Linked DNA regions of Sorghum bicolor: region 2 is linked to region 1. The links are chromatin contacts, called in public HiCAR-type maps. All regions are on one chromosome and are shown on one strand. Each heading gives the region's core, a stretch centred on a gene start, on an enhancer-like site or on the middle of the called end of the contact. The rest is flanking DNA. Distances are from core to core; before and after follow the strand shown.

Evidence for each region. HiCAR-type assays count read pairs that join an accessible place to other places.
Region 2: a contact with region 1 is called in a HiCAR-type map of leaf, with 4 times the contacts expected there. The contact joins the promoter of LOC110432642 here to the promoter of LOC8061690 in region 1. A contact is called at or near these places in 2 of 4 Hi-C or Micro-C datasets (both in leaf) and 1 of 1 datasets of contacts at active chromatin or transcription factors (leaf).

Annotation. Positions count from the first base shown.
Region 1 is chr2:19,531,519-19,535,434 of Sorghum_bicolor_NCBIv3, forward strand. LOC8061690 (serine/threonine-protein kinase CTR1) reads right to left here and starts at 2,461. Exons shown (of 17, transcript XM_021454079.1): 1 at 1,849-2,461; 2 at 967-1,265; 3 at 721-862; 4 at 379-482; 5 at 1-147. The coding sequence starts at 2,298.
Region 2 is chr2:19,731,918-19,736,383 of Sorghum_bicolor_NCBIv3, forward strand. LOC110432642 reads left to right here and starts at 3,216. Exons shown (of 9, transcript XM_021453418.1): 1 at 3,216-3,360. The coding sequence starts at 3,216.

The sequences.
Region 1 (3,916 bases), core at 1,211-3,710:
ACCGAGCCAAAGTTTGAAGTTATCTCCAATGACCTAAATTTTGGGGGATGAAGAGGTGAGGATACTGATAGTGAGTAGGGACCATTGACAAAGGAATCAGGATCAGTAAGTTGGCCTGGATCCCCAATTAAATCAACCAAGAATTCCCTGCCAAGTGAAGTTAACAAGAGTTGAGTACAAAACACAAGGCAAATTAAGTCAACAAATCAATGTTATCAAAATAACAGGTAGATAAGACAGATATTCCAGATGCACATGAGAAATCCTTTCCCATAAGTTAACAAAACAATGATTAATGCAGAAGCAGTAATATCTGCAAAATGGTTCAAGGTTCAGGCATTAAAGGGTTTTACTCCAAGATCTTCAGAGGCAAAATACCTTTCAAGCCCAAAGCGTACAAGGCAGGAGGAGGCATCATCAGATTTACAATATTTACAACCCTTCACCACTCTACAAGGAATACTGACTTTATCTGCTAACACCTGCAGCATATACAGTACAAGTGTAACATCAGTAAAGATCCAAGGTTGCAAAAAAAGAATAACTTAAATGGTAACTAAGTTATTAATTTCTGAATTAAAATATAGTTACAGTCACAAGCATACATGTGACAGCGCTCAGATAGAACTCTTTACTAACATTTTGGTTGCAGTTGTCACTGTGTTAACATACTTCCACAAGATGAACAATCAGGAAAGCAACTTAAAACAGAAAACATACTTTAAATAGCAACGAGCGGTGCTTGCAGAGACCGATAGGGAGCTTTCCAAGATGAAGCACAACAGATCCTGTACTTGACTTGATGGCCTCAATGCACTCTTTCCATCGTTGAAGCAAGTTCTCTTCATTGGAAGTTGTACCCCTTGACGATGAGCAAAAAATTATATATTTTTTAAAAAAGTTCAGAAACCACATGAACCAGACCAAATCAAAAGGAGTATAGGAGCTTATTGATACAACTCTCACCCCATTCTTGAAGATATGAGTTTCGCCAGTTGGATTACCACATCTTTGGCATCAGCAGAACTGGAAAGAATGCTGGAAGCATAACTCTCCAACATACCTAATTCAAAATCAGTTCTTCGATCGATAAGAATGGCTTGAATGGAAGAATCATCAGGACGGACAGACTTGAGCGATTCCATGGAGGGTATGCGGTTCTCTTCCTGTACATCAGTGCATAGTGACCATACGAAGGGGTCCATCCCATGAATCAAGTAAAATCCATCTGATATTGTGCTGTTGTACGATAGCGAACCATTTACCTGAAAAAGCATTAGGAAGCAAGCATGAAACAGTAATCCAAGACGAGCTGCAAAGAATACCAATACAACAAAAAGATTTGTCTCGATAGGTAGTACAAAGAATTCCAACTGAACATATATAAATGTATCTTTGGTGGTGTTTGATACACTGACATACTGTATGATTTCATTTCACATGAGTTCAGCTACAATCCAAACATAAGATGTGGTAAGCATGAACTGCAGTATTATCTACCAAGTACCAAGTCAAACAACTGAACCTAAGGCTTTTGGTTACAGATTAATTAATGCCTTAATGGTTTGTTCAGCACTGTTTGTGACCATGTTGCAGCATTCTGACATCTGGATTTCTCATAAATCGCGAGCAGCCGTTTCCCGAAATGACACTAAGGCCCCGTTCCCCTTGCTAAATTTTAGTTAGCTAAAATTATTTTAGCTACTCTTGGGTGACTAATGGAACTAAACTATTGTAGCTCCTTTTAGTCAAAGTGACTAAAGTTTAGCCAGCTAAAATTTAGCAAGGGGAACCAAACAGGGCCTAAGTATTACATGAGAGAGAGAGAGCATAGAACTGAGTGCTGACCCAGAAGCGATGCGAGAGCGACTCCGCAGAGGGCGCGGGCTGCGCGAGCGGGAAGGCCCTCCCGTTACCGCTGCCCCTCCCGCTTCCTGAATCGCCTGGGTCGAGGAAGCCCGGGTCAGCGGCGCACGCAGCGTCGGCGCAGAGTCGGAGCGCGAGCGCGAGCTGCAGCTGGTAGGTCTCCTCGGCCTGCTGCGCCCAGCTCTTGCAGGGAGAGCCAGCAGCCCCGGGCGGCGCCGCTGCCGATCCAGGCGGCGCGACCCCCGCGGCCGAGGCGGGGGGTTGCAGGTGGAATGGGTAGTCGCTGGAGGTCGAGATAGAGCTGCCGGCGCCGTAGCTGCTGCCGCTGGACTGGCGCTGCAGGACGTTGGCGGGGGCGGGGGCGGCGTCGTCGGGGAACTGGGGAAGGAGGGAGTAGGTGGTGCGGCGAGCGGCGCCCGGAGGCAGGTCCATGGCCGGCGAAACCAAACCCTAGCGTCGGCGTGGCTCGTCGGCCGGGTCCGCTCCCCTGAAAGTGCAGGCGGTTAGTTTTTGGTGGGAATTGACGGCGGGTGGGCAGGGTTGGACCAAGTCGCCGTCGGTAGTAGTAGTACTAGGCTAGAAGAGGATAGCAGTAGCAACTTGCAGGGAGGCAGCCGCTTGGCTAGCGCCAGGAAAGAGACGTGCGCTGAGCGCAGTGCGCTACGCTACTTCGGGCGACCGCGCGCGTCGCGTGGCTGCGGATAGGAGCAGCGGCCACACACAGACCGACAGACAGCAGCCGGGAAGACGAACCAGACCGACCGCCGCTCACGCCCGAGTCACTGTGGGATGTGGTGCGGACGGTCGGTTCGGGGGAGGCACGGGGTTGTGAATGTAACTGCCTTTGTTCAGTTTGTAAAATTTTTGATTTTTTTTTTTGTTACGATAGCACTTTCGTTTTTATTTAACAAATATTGTCCAATCATAGAATAACTAGGCTTAAAAGATTCATCTCACAAATTACAGATAAACTGTGCAATTAGTTTTTATTTTTGTTTATATTTAATGCTCCATGCATATGACCAAAGATTCGATGTGACGGAGAATCTTGGAAATTTTTGCGAACTAAACAAGGCCTGAGCTTTGCATTTTATAAAAATAAATAAATCTTTATATATTACTGTCTTCGTTTCATGTGGAGTTCAAAACTTCTAAAATTTGATCAAATTTATATAAAATTATACTAATATTTCTGATGTTCAACAGCTATCATTAGATTAAGCATAGAGTATATTTTCACAATAAAATTACTTAGAAATACGAATATTAATACTATTATTTCTATATTTGTACTCAAATTAAAAAAATATGACTCCTCGAGAAGCGAGATGTACATTTATTTTAGGACCAATTAAATATATTATTTTATTATGAGAATAATACTTCATTTGGTTTTCACTTTACGAAAAGTTAAATATTTCTAACTTTGATTGAACATATACAAGAGATTATTAATATTTATGATACATCGTATATGTTGAATCTATTTTTTTCTTGTGTAAATTAAGATTGCTGACATAAAGTGTAACACCCCGAAATTTCTATTTCGGGTTGCTATTTTAGGTTGCTATTAGAAAACACTAAATAAAATAAAGAATTTGGTAAAAAAATATTCCAAGATTTAATTAGTTTTTGTCGATATAAAATGAGAAAAATGTGGTTTTATAAAAGAACACTAAATAAAATAAAGAATTTGATAAAAAACGTTAAGTTTTCTTTTGACTAAGGTAATATGGGTGAGTTTTTAAGTTAAATTTTTCATTCAAAGAGAAGAAATTTGTTGTACATATGGTACTCTTGAAATGTGAGCATAGTAACAATACCTAATCCTAGTAACAATACCTCATCTGCCGAGGCTAAGTTTGATTATTTGCTCAGGACGAGCAAAGGTTAAGCTTGGGGGATCTTGTTGACGGTGGATATACCATAGAAATCCACACTTAAAGCACCGTCAACACACCTCGGTTTCAAGGAAGAATAGCATAACATGAACATATTTTATCAATAACTAGTTCCACTTGTACTCTTAAGCTTCTTATGACAGATAACA
Region 2 (4,466 bases), core at 1,966-4,465, 200 kb after region 1:
CTCCCAATTTACAAGATATAAGGCCTTGTTTAGTTCGTAAAAATTTTCAAAATTTCTCGTCACATCAAATCTTTAGTCGCATGCATGGAGTATTAAATAAAGATGAAAATAAAAACTAATTGCACAGCTTACCTGTAATTTGTGAGATGAATCTTTTGAGCCTAGTTACTCTGTGATTGAATAATATTTGTCAAATAAAAACAAAAGTGCTACAGTAACCAAAAACTATGTTTTTTGCCAACTGAACAACGGCTTTGTTTAGTTCACTCTGAAAACCAAAAAGTTTTCAAGATTCCACGTCACATCGAATCTTGAGGCATATGCATGAAACATTAAATATAGACAAAAACAAAAACTAATTACACAGTTTAGCTGTAAATCACGAGACGAATCTTTTGATCTTAGATAGTCCATGATTGGATAATATTTGTCACAAACAAACGAAAGTGCTACGATACCGAAAACTTTTCACTTTTCGGAACTAAACAAGGCCCGCCTAAAATTTTGATATAAAACGGATCTCTCGGTGTATAGTTTTATCGTAGAATTTCATATTTATTTTAGTACTTCGTGTGTCCACGCTGCTTCACGCTGCTGTGCTAGGAGGAGCCCGTCGGGCTAGGCAAACTGCTTGAGGCTAGCAACTTCTTCGCACCGGTACCAATCCCGACGACGATGCTCCTACACGCTGCATGTGCGTGCGCGCCCAACAAGACGCCGTGGAAGCGCTAACGCGCGAGCTGCGGCGATGCTGCACGAGCTCGAGCAGAACAGACCATATCGAGCAAAACGCACCATCGAGTATGCTGCCGCAACCTCGCGCATCCGCATCGAGCAAAACGGGCCACGACCGCGACCGCGACCGTGACGGACCTCGTGCGACGACGGCCATGGCCGCGGCGGACCTCGTGCCCACGGCAAACTGCACCTCACCGCATCTACATGGAGCAGAACGAGCTGCGACCGCCACGGACCTCTCGCGACGGCGGCCATGGACGCGCGCGGCGGACCTCGCAACCCATGGCCACGGCAGACCTCGCGCGACGGCGGCCATGGTCGCTGCAGAGACCACGCTCGCGACCGCGTCCGACTCCCGCGACCGCAACCGCGGCGGAGCGCGCGGCCAGCGATGAGCGATGGACAAGGGACCGGTGCGGCGCACGACCGCAGGCCGGCACGTCCCTATCTAAGTACGAGTAGGGACTAATGCCTTGTTTAGTTCGTAAAAATTTTTAAGATTTTCTGTCACATTGAATTTTTGATCGCATGCATGGAGTATTAAATATAGATGAAAATAAAAACTAATTCAACAGTTTATCTGTAATTTGTGAGATGAATCTTTTGAGCCTAGTTACTTCGTGATTGGACAATGTTTGTTAAATAAAAACAAAAGTGCTATAGTAGTCAAAAACCACAAATTTTGCAAACTAAACAAGACCTAAAATAATAGATAGATTATAATAATGGTATGGTATGGTGGTATGGTATGCATGGTGGCCTGGTGGGGGGGTCAGCAGACGATCGACCCGATCGACAGCGATGCCGGACGCATGCATTGCATGGGTCTCGCCGCGCGCGCGCTGGCTCGTCTCGTGTCTGTCTGCCACTCCGAAGTCCGAACTGGGACGCACGCACACGTCGCACGAGTCGTCGTTAATGCTTTTGCCCGACCCGGACGCACGTTTGGCGGCCGCCCGGGTGACTGCTGCTGACTGCCGAGCGACGGACGGGACACGTTGGATGCATGCACGGCACGACCCCGGCCGGCGTCTGCGTGCGGCCGGCCCAGCCGATTAGTCCAGTCTCAACGAAAGTTTCAAAGAAGTTTTATTTTCAATTAATGTTGTAACACATCAGTAAATATGCTAAGTTGGCAAGATATTAATAAGGAGAGAGAGGAAACGAGTTTCATCCGGATGAAACCCAGCCGGCACCGATACCCAGACGATGAAATCCCCATTGAGACGATCGAGTTTCATTTCATCACGCTCGATGGGATCTCCTGCGATCTCCGACGCGCGTGATTCTCCGTTCCATCGCTGCCTCCCACCTTTCCCCTTCCTATTTCGCGCCAACTCCCTCAATCCCCAACGCTATAGTTCTTCGGGTGAGCGGCAGATCTCCATCGGCAAGCCGCAGGGGTAGGAGACATCACGAGCCGCCACCGGTGCTCGTGCCTTCCGTGGGTGGCGTAGGGACGTCGGCAAGCGGTAGGGCGAGCCGTCCTTGACAACTGGAGGTCCTTGCGACAGAGCTCCCTATGTACGACGGTGCTCCACAGCCGCCATCTGTGCCACCTCTGGCGATCTTCCCCAACTCTGAGACAGGGCTATGGCGTGGATTTGACAACGGTGCAGGCCATTCCCCAACTCTACGACAGGGCTCTGGTTTGGATTCTACAAATCAGTGGTAAGCTCGTATCTTGGTGGATTTCAATTTGTAGTTGTTGATCTGTGTTGGATAAAGAGAATGTCAGGAATTTCAATTTGTAGCCACAATTTTTTCCTGTAATTGAAAAATAGTTACTACAGACACACTTTAAGAGATGTATGCAGTTAGATTGTTACTTTGCTTTATTATCAGGACTTGTGTTGAATCTTAAATATTTTCTATGATTTGTTTCAGTATTCGTTCTTTAGAATCAGTGTTTCTAAATGATCCTGTAGCACATGTGTCAGTAGTGTTATTCATTTCAGCAACTTGGTACTAGAATATGCTTCACCTGCGATTTAATCAGTTTCATTTGATATAGGGAATTTTTTCGCAAGGTGGATTTGACATGTTGGATCACAATATTTTGGACGATTTCATCGCTGAGGATGACATCCTGGATGAGGTACTGGATCAAGCCATGGGGGTTATGAAGAATAGCATGGAAGCTCTTGAAAAAGAGGCAGACGATCATCGATTGCATCCGCCTAAGTACATCAGAAGGCCTCGTGAGGATTTCAGTCATCGTCTAGTGGATGATTATTTCTCTGACTGTTTATTCATCCAAAATTTTTCGCCGAAGATTTCGTATGGCCAGACCCCTTTTTCTGCGTATTGTTGAGGCTTTAGGCCAATGGTCAGATTACTTTACTCAAAGGGTGGATGCGACTAATCGCCAAGGACTGACTCCATTACAAAAATGCACCGCGGCTATTCGCCAATTGGCTAATGGCAGCGCTGCAGATCATCTCGATGATTATCTGAAGATTGGAGAAACTACGACAATGGAGGCAATGAAGAATTTTGTGCAAGGTATTATATCAGTATTTGGTGAACGATACTTGAGGCGTCCGACTGTGGAGGATACTGAGCGTCTTCTCAAAATTGGTGAGAAACGAGGATTTCCTGGTATGTTTGGCAGCATTGACTGTATGCATTGGCACTGGGAAAGATGCCCAATTGCATGGAAGGGGCAATTTACTCGAGGTGATCAGAAAGTGCCGACTATAATTCTTGAGGCTGTGGCATCACATGATCTCTGGATTTGGCATGGGTTCTTTGGGGTCGCGGGTTCTAACAATGACTTCAACGTTTTGAACCAGTCTACTATATTTATTGAACAGCTAAAGGGACAAGCTCCTAGAGTCCAATACATGGTCAACGGGAATCAACACAACATAGGGTACTATCTTGCTGATGGAATATATCTAGAATGGGCTGTATTTGTGAAGTCAATATCAATGCCCATATCCGAAAAGGATAAGTTATATGCACAGGAACAAGAAGGAGCAAAGAAGGATATTGAACGGGCCTTTGGTGTATTGCGCCGTCGATTTTGCATTTTAAAACAACCAGCTCGTCTATATGACCGGGATCAACTCCACAATGTTGTGCTAGCTTGCATCATACTTCACAATATGATAGTTGAAGATGAAAAGGAAGATGACCTAGAAGAGAATCTTGATTTGAATGAGGCTCCAAGTACAGTGATTGTCGAAGAACCGGAATTTCGTTCTGACCAATATGTTACATTTGAAAGAGTTTTAGAGAAAGATAGTGATATTCGGGATCGTTCGGCGCATCATCGGTTGAAGAAAGATTTGGTGGAACATATTTGGAACAAATTTGGATGTCGTCGAAACATGTGGTAAGCTCACAGGGCTTTTTCATCCCCATCAAGTTCTGTTGTAACCTTTTTTATATTCACTACTCCATCTTCTACCGGACAACAGTAACTTTTTTTTATTCACCACTTCATTTTCAGAAGCTGGAGTGCACGGTGTTTGGGAAATCACCATTGTCAAGATTTGGCTGCTAGTCTGCTACTATCCTTGAATGTCTACGGTGAACTGAGAGGCAGGCTATTAGAATATTTATTTTCAATCAGATGAACATCTATCTGAAATGTTATCGACTTGGCATGTTTAACGTACTTCATTTTTCTAACTGAACGGTAGCTTCGTCGTCCTATGTTTAATATACTTCTTTTGGCATGTGATAGGCTGATAGCACACCAGTGTGAGAATAACGCCAAT